2 separate regions of the Oryctolagus cuniculus genome follow, and region 2 is linked to region 1. The links are chromatin contacts, called in public Hi-C maps. All regions are on one chromosome and are shown on one strand. Each heading gives the region's core, a stretch centred on a gene start, on an enhancer-like site or on the middle of the called end of the contact. The rest is flanking DNA. Distances are from core to core; before and after follow the strand shown.

Region 1 (4,119 bases), core at 283-2,782:
ACATGGACACATCATTGCTTATTGTTGAGAGGCAGTTAGAGAAGCAGTAGCCTGTGGGTTAGAGGACTGATTTTTAAGCTCATAAGTCCATTTATGATTAAGGGAATTTGGACAAGTTTTAACATCTTTTGGTATTTGGTTTTCTCATTTGTAAATGGATATATGCTAATAACATGCATCTCACAGGATCATGGCAAGATAAAGTAGTCCTAAGAGAATGTCTTACAATTGGGAAAGCTTCATGTGCTACTCAGAGTTCTCCAGAGAAATAAGACCTGTAGGATATATAGGTGTTGATGGAGTTTTCTGTAAGAAGAGATTTTTTTTTTTAAATAGAAACTAGCTGATGTGATTATGGAGGACAAGAGTTCCACAGATTTCTACCTTCAAGCTGGAGAATCGGGGGAGACAGTGGAACAATTCATTCCAGGCCCAAAGCCTGAGTAGCAGAGGAGCTAGTTACTTAAGTCCCAGGTCAAGGTCTCAAGCCTAAGACCTATGAGTTCTGATGTCCCAGGACAGGAGAAGATGGTGTCCCAGGACAGGAGGGAGAGCAAATCCCCATCTACCTTTTGTTTGATCCAGTCCCTCAGTGGATTGGATGGTGCTCACCACAATGGCTCAGAAGATCCTGTTTACGCAGTCGACTGATTCCGGTGCTAGTCTCTTCCAGAAACTCACTTACAAACACACCCAGAAACAATTTTTCCATCTATCTGGTTGTCCCTTAGCCTGGTCAAGTTGGCATTTTAAAATTTAGCATCAAGCTTCATTAGAATGCTTATTATTGTTGTTTCATAGTTTCATGTGTGTATGTATTTTTATATCTCAAATTAGTTTATGAGCTATTGAAAGGGAAGTATTGAGTAGCTCTTTACTTTTGAATAGCCCTGGGTAACTAGTGTATGATAAAGATTTGAATAAACCTTGTTGGATGTGGAAATACGTTTTCACAAAAGAAAAGCCGGGAGGGCTGTGGTATCCCACAGTAATTTTCACTTGTTTTGCTAAGGAAAGATGATACAGGATGGAGAGGTTAGCAACAGGGAGACTAATGCTACTTTCAGTGAGGGATTGTCTCATACTTAGGAAAACAGTCTTACTACTGAAATTCCTTGAACCACAGGAATTTTTAAAACATTCCATGATAAATCATTCATAGCTTTTCAATTGAGAAGGAGGTCAAATTTTTTCAGGGAAGGAGCGAATCCAAAAAGAGCAGACTTAGTATGAATCAACATGAAAAAATGAAACTATAATAGAAAAGTAGTTTAGCTAACTTCTGGGAAGGTAGCTTGCCTCTTACACAAAATAACTTCTTAAAAAGATTAAAGCTGAAGTCATCTACATATCTAAGCTCCTAAGATTCAGCCAGCTGAAGGATCAGTAGCTTCTATGAAATGTTGTGGGACTACAAGGAAACAAGGGTGAGATGAGTCCCTTACAGTGCCACCAGAATTATAAGAAATGCGATGAAATTCCCAGTAACGAAATGCGGACTTGAGCCAGCACACAGCGATGATCCAATGAACACATATAGCCTGTTCTGGAATGGGCTGAAAGAGACCGGCAAGAGAAGGACCACAGCACCGTGCTTGTGTGTGCATGTGAGAGAGAGGGCAGCAGTCCCCGCAGACAGGGGCCTCAAAGGCGTATGATGAACTCTCAGGCGCCTGCACCCAAGAGGATGGTGCCTGCCCGGCTCCTTCCCACTGCCCTTCTCCAGGCAGCACACCTGCTCCTGCCTGACCCCTGTGTGCGGTGGTGCGTGGTTCTGCTTCCGGCTCTGGAACCGGGTCTGGGGAAGTATCACAAGCCCTAGTTTGTTTGCTGACTGGGCCTCAAGTAAGGAAATGACTAACCCTTCTCTGACTTTGAGCTTCACCTAGCTCCTGTCTTCTGCTTCTTAGGATGGAAGTGAGTCCTTCCTTGGATAACCCTGCTCCTTTGTTCCTACGCCCAGGCTGATCTGATGTCCTGCTCAGTAAGCAGGTTACTTTTCACTTCTCTTTTCCTCTTTGTCACAAACATATAACCTATTCTTCTTTTTGCCTTCCTACAAAATATAGAAAATAGATTGCATGGCTTTAAACTGCTTAAGTTGAAAAAGCACCTAAAATATCATAAATCTAGTTTTCTTCTCATTGAGGGAAGAGTGGATATTCCGTGAAAGCAGGTTAAGAAGAATGTCGGACCCTTTATTTGTTGACATGAAGCCCAGGGCCGACAAAGCCTTCTGCCCCTGACCCGTTGAGCAAGTGCGACAGTGACTTGGGGCCAGAGCAGTAGAGGCAGCCCTTAGCTCCACATTCCAAGCTGTGGATGGAGTGGAAGACCTGCACCATGCTCCACAGCACTGTTGGAAACATGGCTCATTTATGTCGGTCTTCAGCAAAGTGTGTGACGTGCCAAGCTGCACGCTAGCTTTTAGGGATTTGTAAGCTGAGTGAGACAACAGTTTGTCCTCCAGGAGTCCTTGGTCCAGTAAGGTGGAGAGATGGAGCTGTGGTGATACACCAACACGTTAGGAATGTGGTGAAATTCATCCATGCTGAATAGTTACAAGCGGCAAAATTGCAAAATATCAGTAATAGGCCGGCACCACGGCTCAATAGGCTAATCCTCTGCCTGCGGCGCCAGCACCCCAGGTTCTAGTCCTGGTAGGGGTGCCGGATTCTGTCCCTGTTGCCCCTCTTCCAGCCCAGCTCTCTGCTGTGGCCTGGGTGTGCAGTGGAGGATGGCCTAAGTGCTTGGGCCCTGCACCCGCATGGGAGACCAGGAGAGGCACCTGGCTCCTGGCTTCAGATCAGCGCAGGGTGCTGACTGCAACACGCTGGCTGCAGTGGCCATTGGGGGGTGAAACAACGGAAAAGGAAGGCCTTTCTCTCTGTCTCTCTCTCTCACTGTCTACTCTGCATGTCAAAAAAAATAAAAATAAAAAAAATTTAAAAACCCAAAATATCAGTAATAATTAAGGTACAATTTTATTTGACATTTCTTGCTTTTTATCTCTTGAGAATTCATGAAGTATGTTGGTAAATGAATATTAGGATATAAAAGAAGCAACACCTGTGGTTAAAAAATGTTGTAGTTGATCATAACGATAGGACTAAGAGCCAAAGGGATCACATAAACAAGACTAGTGTCTGCAAATACTAGCTGATAGAATAAAAAAGGGAGAGAACGATCCAACATGGGAAGTGAGATACACAGCAGACCCATAGAATGGCAGATGTCCTAAACAGCACTCTGGCCTCAGAATCAGCCCTTAAGGCATGCGGATCCGGCTGAAAGGCCCATGAGAGTATTTCAGGCATGGAAAGCCAAGACACTATGGCAAAAAAAAAAAAAAAAAAAAAAAAAAAAATCCACAAAACCTAAATGAAAGATCTCCGCGAGTGAGATCCCAGTGGAAAGAACAGGTCATCAAAGGAGGTACCTTTCTCTGAAGAGAGGAGAGAACTTCCACTTTGACTATGACTTTGTCTAAGTGTGATCAGAGTCGGTGAACTCAAAAGGCTTCCATAGCCTTGGCAACTCATGAGAAGAGCCTAGGGTGATTACTGATGCCATAAACAAGAGTGTCAATTTGTTAAGTCAACAACAGGAGTCACTGTGCACTTACTCCTCATGTAGGATCTCTGTCCTTAGTGTGCTGTACATTGTGATTTAATGCTATAACTAGTACTCAAACAGTATTTTTCACTTTGTGTTTCTATGTGGGTGCAAACTGTTGAAATCTTTACTTAATATATGTTAAACTGATCTTCTGTATATAAAGAGAATTGAAAATGAATCTTGATGTGAATGGAAGGGGAGAGGGAGCAGGAAAGGGAAGGGTTGCGGGTGGGAGGGAAGTTATAGGGGGGAAGCCATTGTAATCCATAAGCTGTACTTTGGAAATTTATATTCATTAAATAAAAGTTAAAAAATCAAAAAAAAAAACATAAAAAATGTTGTAGTGTAACTGGAGAGAATAAATACACACATTCAGTATCATAAAACCTTTTTTTTAAGATTTATTTATTTATTTATTTGAAAGTCAGAGTTACACAGAGAGAGGAGAGGCAGAGAGGGGGGAGAGAGAGAGGTCTTCCATCCACTGGTTCACTCCCCAAT
Region 2 (3,918 bases), core at 1,122-3,621, 150 kb after region 1:
TTTATCCTCTTGCTAAGAGTTTTCAGCGCAGGCAAGCTTCTTATCTTTGAAGCTGACTCGTGTTTCATGCCTGTGGGGGAAGAAAGGCACCGTGCCTCTCCTGCCCATGTTAAAGGGGCACTGCCGACATTTCCTTGTTTAAAAATCATCATTTGAAAGACAGGGTTAGAGGGGGGGAGAGAGAGACAGCTTCCATCCGTTGGTTCACACTCCAAATGCCTGCAACAGCTAGGGCTGGGCCAGGCTGAAGTCAGGAGCCTGGGACTCTATCTGGGTCTCCCATATGGGTGTCAGGGGCCCAAGGACTTGGGCCATCATCTGATGCTTCCCCACATGCATCAGCAGGCAGCTGGATCAGAAGTGGGGAGTCCAGGACCCTAACCAGCTCTCATGTGGGATGCTGGTGTCACGGGCAGCAGCTTGATCAGCTGCACCACAATGCCAGGCCCCACTGCTGACATTCCTGTAACAAAAGACAGGTTAACCAGAGGAAAGTATAACAAATTTATGGTAATATGGTTTTATCTGACATGGAGCCTTCAGGAGGAAGACCCAAAGAAGTGGGGGTGTCATCTGTTTCTATGTTTGGGTTGGAAGAAGCCTGGACAGCCTTGTGGAGGAGAATACGGCCTGAGGGTACCCGTGCCAGTGGGAATCTGGGCAAGGCTGTCTGCTCGGATTCTTCTGGGCCTCTCGGAGCAGCATTCCTTCCTCATAGCTGTGGGGGAGGACTCTTAGAAACGAGGGTCTGGTGATCTGCTACCAAACAAAGTAGGTCAGAGTGTTTCCTTATGGCTAGCTCTGAGACAGAAAGGTGGGGGATTACAGGGATATTTTTAGACTTTATGGCTTGTTTTGGGAAAAATAGATTCCAGCTAATGTGACACACATTCGGGAAAAGGAATCCTTGTTCCTGAGGCTGCTTTGGGGTGAGGGAAAGTAAACAACGGGACAGGGAGGTAGGAGAGTCAGAGGGAAACCTTTACAGAGACCTTTGTTTTGGGGTTTCACGCTCTGAGCCCCAACAGGCCCAAACTCACCCTATTTTCTATGCTGTGTGCCATTTCTTCCCATCTCAGTTATCCATTAATTCAACCGTATGTTTCACATGTCTACTGTGCCAGATACTGTGTTAGGAACTAGGCACATAGCAATAGATGACACAAAAAGAACAGGGCAAAGTTTGGAGTGCTTACTACACACAAGTCAGATACTTCCCCCAAATATTTAACACTCAGAATCAGCCTGTGAGGCTTTTTTTTTTTTTTTTTTTTTTTTAATTTACAGATGAGGAAACTGAGCCATGGGTTATTTAGGCAAATTATTGGATGTCACAATACTCCTGTGGGGGGAGCTGAGACGGGTCATAGGGCTTTTCTTGCTGCTCCCCGATTCTTGAACCGTTTATCCTCCAAGCAGCCTTTCTGCTGTTTCTTGGTGTCCCAGGACACAACCTGCTTTCCTGCTGTGTCCTGGTGGGCCCCACTTGCACCTGCAGTTTGTATCCAGTTGTCCCACCGCAGTGCCTGGTCCTTCCTCTCTGCTTACCCAACCCTGCTTGCCCTTCAACTCAAGTTTCCTTGCCCCATGAACCAAACATTATCCTGTATAGTCTGACTTTCAGTGAGTGTCCTCTGTACTTTTATTAATTTTGCAAATGTTTATTATGCATTTCCATGTTCTAAGTGCTGGAATCAGAAATGACAAGACTAATAAGGCCCTTTCTTTCATGACATTTCAATTCTTCCAGGGAAGGCAGACTAAAATTGGCCAACAAATTCAGTCACCTAGATCAACATATCTTGCTGTAGTCTCCTCTATTTGTAATATTTTTTTTTTTACTTCTCTCTCAAAATACAATGTAACTTCCTCTCTTGGGCTTTTATTTCCTAGTAGAGGAACAAAAAGTTTATATTTGTGAATTGCCTATTATCTGACTTCTCCAAATTTGTTCTTTTTTGGGAGTGGAGGGTGAGCTCACCTTTTCTGCTTTCATTTGAATTCTGGAATCTTTTTCCCTCCTCCTTATGTCCTGCCTTTATTGCCGAGAGTCATGTTTCGACAATTCGGGGGCTTCTGAGTAGCTCCGGTGGAGGAAGGTACAGGCCAGACTTCGGTGGGCAGAGGATCTGGAGAAGATTGCGACAGTGCTGCGGGATGTCCACGAATTTCCAAGAAGGAAAGAGGAAATTAGATATAAACACCTTAAGATGCAGTAAATCTGACATCCTCTTTTGGGGTAAATCCCATGGTAGTGTGTGGGGTGCCATGGGTTTGACTCTAGCATCTGACCTAGTAGTGAGTTTAGCTTCTTCTGTTTCTTCACAGAGAGCCATGGGCTCTACTTCACCGTTTACAGCTGGAGACCTACCAGAAACTGACTCAGTCATTTCAGCTCCCAGGAACTGTGTATTTTCTGCAGTACGCTGAGGAGTCTGGTTAATAGTTTCATGGTGTTAGTCTGCCACCTGGTGGCTCAGCTTATGTAGTCTACGTGCTTACGACTTTCAGTTGAGCATGAACACTTGTTCATTTTCTTTTCTAAGAACAGCCTGCTAACTAGGAACATCAGATGAGTCCAGTTACGCTGAATCCGGGAGTTCATGCTCTTGATATTGGTGTTTTTGTGCTCATGAATTCATTATAAAGGAATGACAGCAGACATTATCAGTGTGAGTTCCCTGTAGCCTTTTCTATTTCAAAGCTTCGTAGGTATTTGAAAGTTAGTAGTTACTTTTGATTTTACTTGGTGTTTCTCTGAGGTTGGGATGATGTTTTTAGCCTCTATGAAGGAGACAGTGGACAACTTGCTCTGTGGATCTCTAGAAAGGCAGAGAGACTCTTAGATGTAGAAGGATACTTTGAATAGTAGAATTTTCTTTTATGAAGATTTATTTTATTGACTTGAAAGGCAGAGTGACAGAGGGAGGGAGAGACAGAGAGGGCTTCTGTCTGCTGGCTCACTCTGCAAATGGCTGTAGTGGCTGGGGCCTGGTCAGGCTGAAACTAGGAGGCAGCAACTCCATCCGGATCTCCAACATGGGTGGCAGGGGTCCAAGTACTTGGGATACCAATCGCTGTTTCTCAGATGAATTAGCAGGGAGCTGGATTGGAAGCAGAGCTGGGACTCGAACTGCTGCTCCTGTAGGGGCTGCTGCTATTGTAGGTGGTGGCTTAGCCTGCTACTCCACAACGTTGTCTTCTTCAGAGCTGGTTTGTTGACATATGCCATGTAATAAGGTGATTTATCACTATTCTGTTAATTTCTTGCAAACTTCATAGCTTCATCTCTAATTTAGCCTCACTTCAAGTTTTTATCACATATAGCCAATTTAAAAATAACACCAGGTTAAGCTGCAGCATCTTGGCATCCCATATCAGACTGCTGGTTTGAATCCCAGCTCTTCTGCTTCTGACCTGGTACCCTGCTCATGTGCCTGGGAAGGCAGCCAAACATGGCCGAGTGCTCGGGCCCCTTTCTCCCATGTGGGAGACTAGGATGGAGTTCCAGGCTCCTGGTTTGTGTCTGGTCCGGCCCTGGTTGTTGTGACCATTTGGGGAGTAAACCAGTAGATGGAAAATCTTTCTGTCACTTTGCCTTCAAATAAATGAAAAAATCTTTTGAAAAGAATAGCAACAGTAATAGATGCTAGTTTTGAGATGTTTTCTGAATATCAGGCATTGTGTGAAGCACTTTGTATAAAAGATCCCAATACCTACAAATCCCCAGATTGGTAATACTATTCCCTTTTTAAAGAAAGGATACCATGCTTGAGGAGTTGAACTAATTTCTGTTGACCTCACATGGCCCAGAAGTATCTGGGCCTGGATGCCTTTGGTCAGTGGCTCCTTCATAGGAGAACCATTTCCTGCTGCCAGAGGACCCCTGGTGTTTCTCCAGCTCATGAAATGTGGGGT

Evidence for each region. A called contact is a pair of places that touch in the nucleus more often than the background predicts.
Region 2: a contact with region 1 is called in a Hi-C map of an unstated tissue, with 2.5 times the contacts expected there. The contact joins two enhancer-like sites. A contact is called at or near these places in 2 of 6 Hi-C or Micro-C datasets (skin fibroblasts and an unstated tissue).

What each region holds. Positions count from the first base shown.
Region 1 is chr13:3,962,894-3,967,012 of mOryCun1.1, forward strand. No RefSeq gene overlaps it. Among named protein-coding and RNA genes, the nearest start is that of PLA2G4A, 41 kb to the right of the region's middle. Within about 2 kb of position 1,533, at least 1 of the 8 cell types and tissues checked has an H3K27ac peak or open chromatin away from gene starts, as enhancers often do.
Region 2 is chr13:4,115,645-4,119,562 of mOryCun1.1, forward strand. The region is part of intron 17 of PLA2G4A (phospholipase A2 group IVA); the gene reads left to right. Among named protein-coding and RNA genes, the nearest start is that of PLA2G4A, 110 kb to the left of the region's middle. Within about 2 kb of position 2,372, at least 1 of the 8 cell types and tissues checked has an H3K27ac peak or open chromatin away from gene starts, as enhancers often do.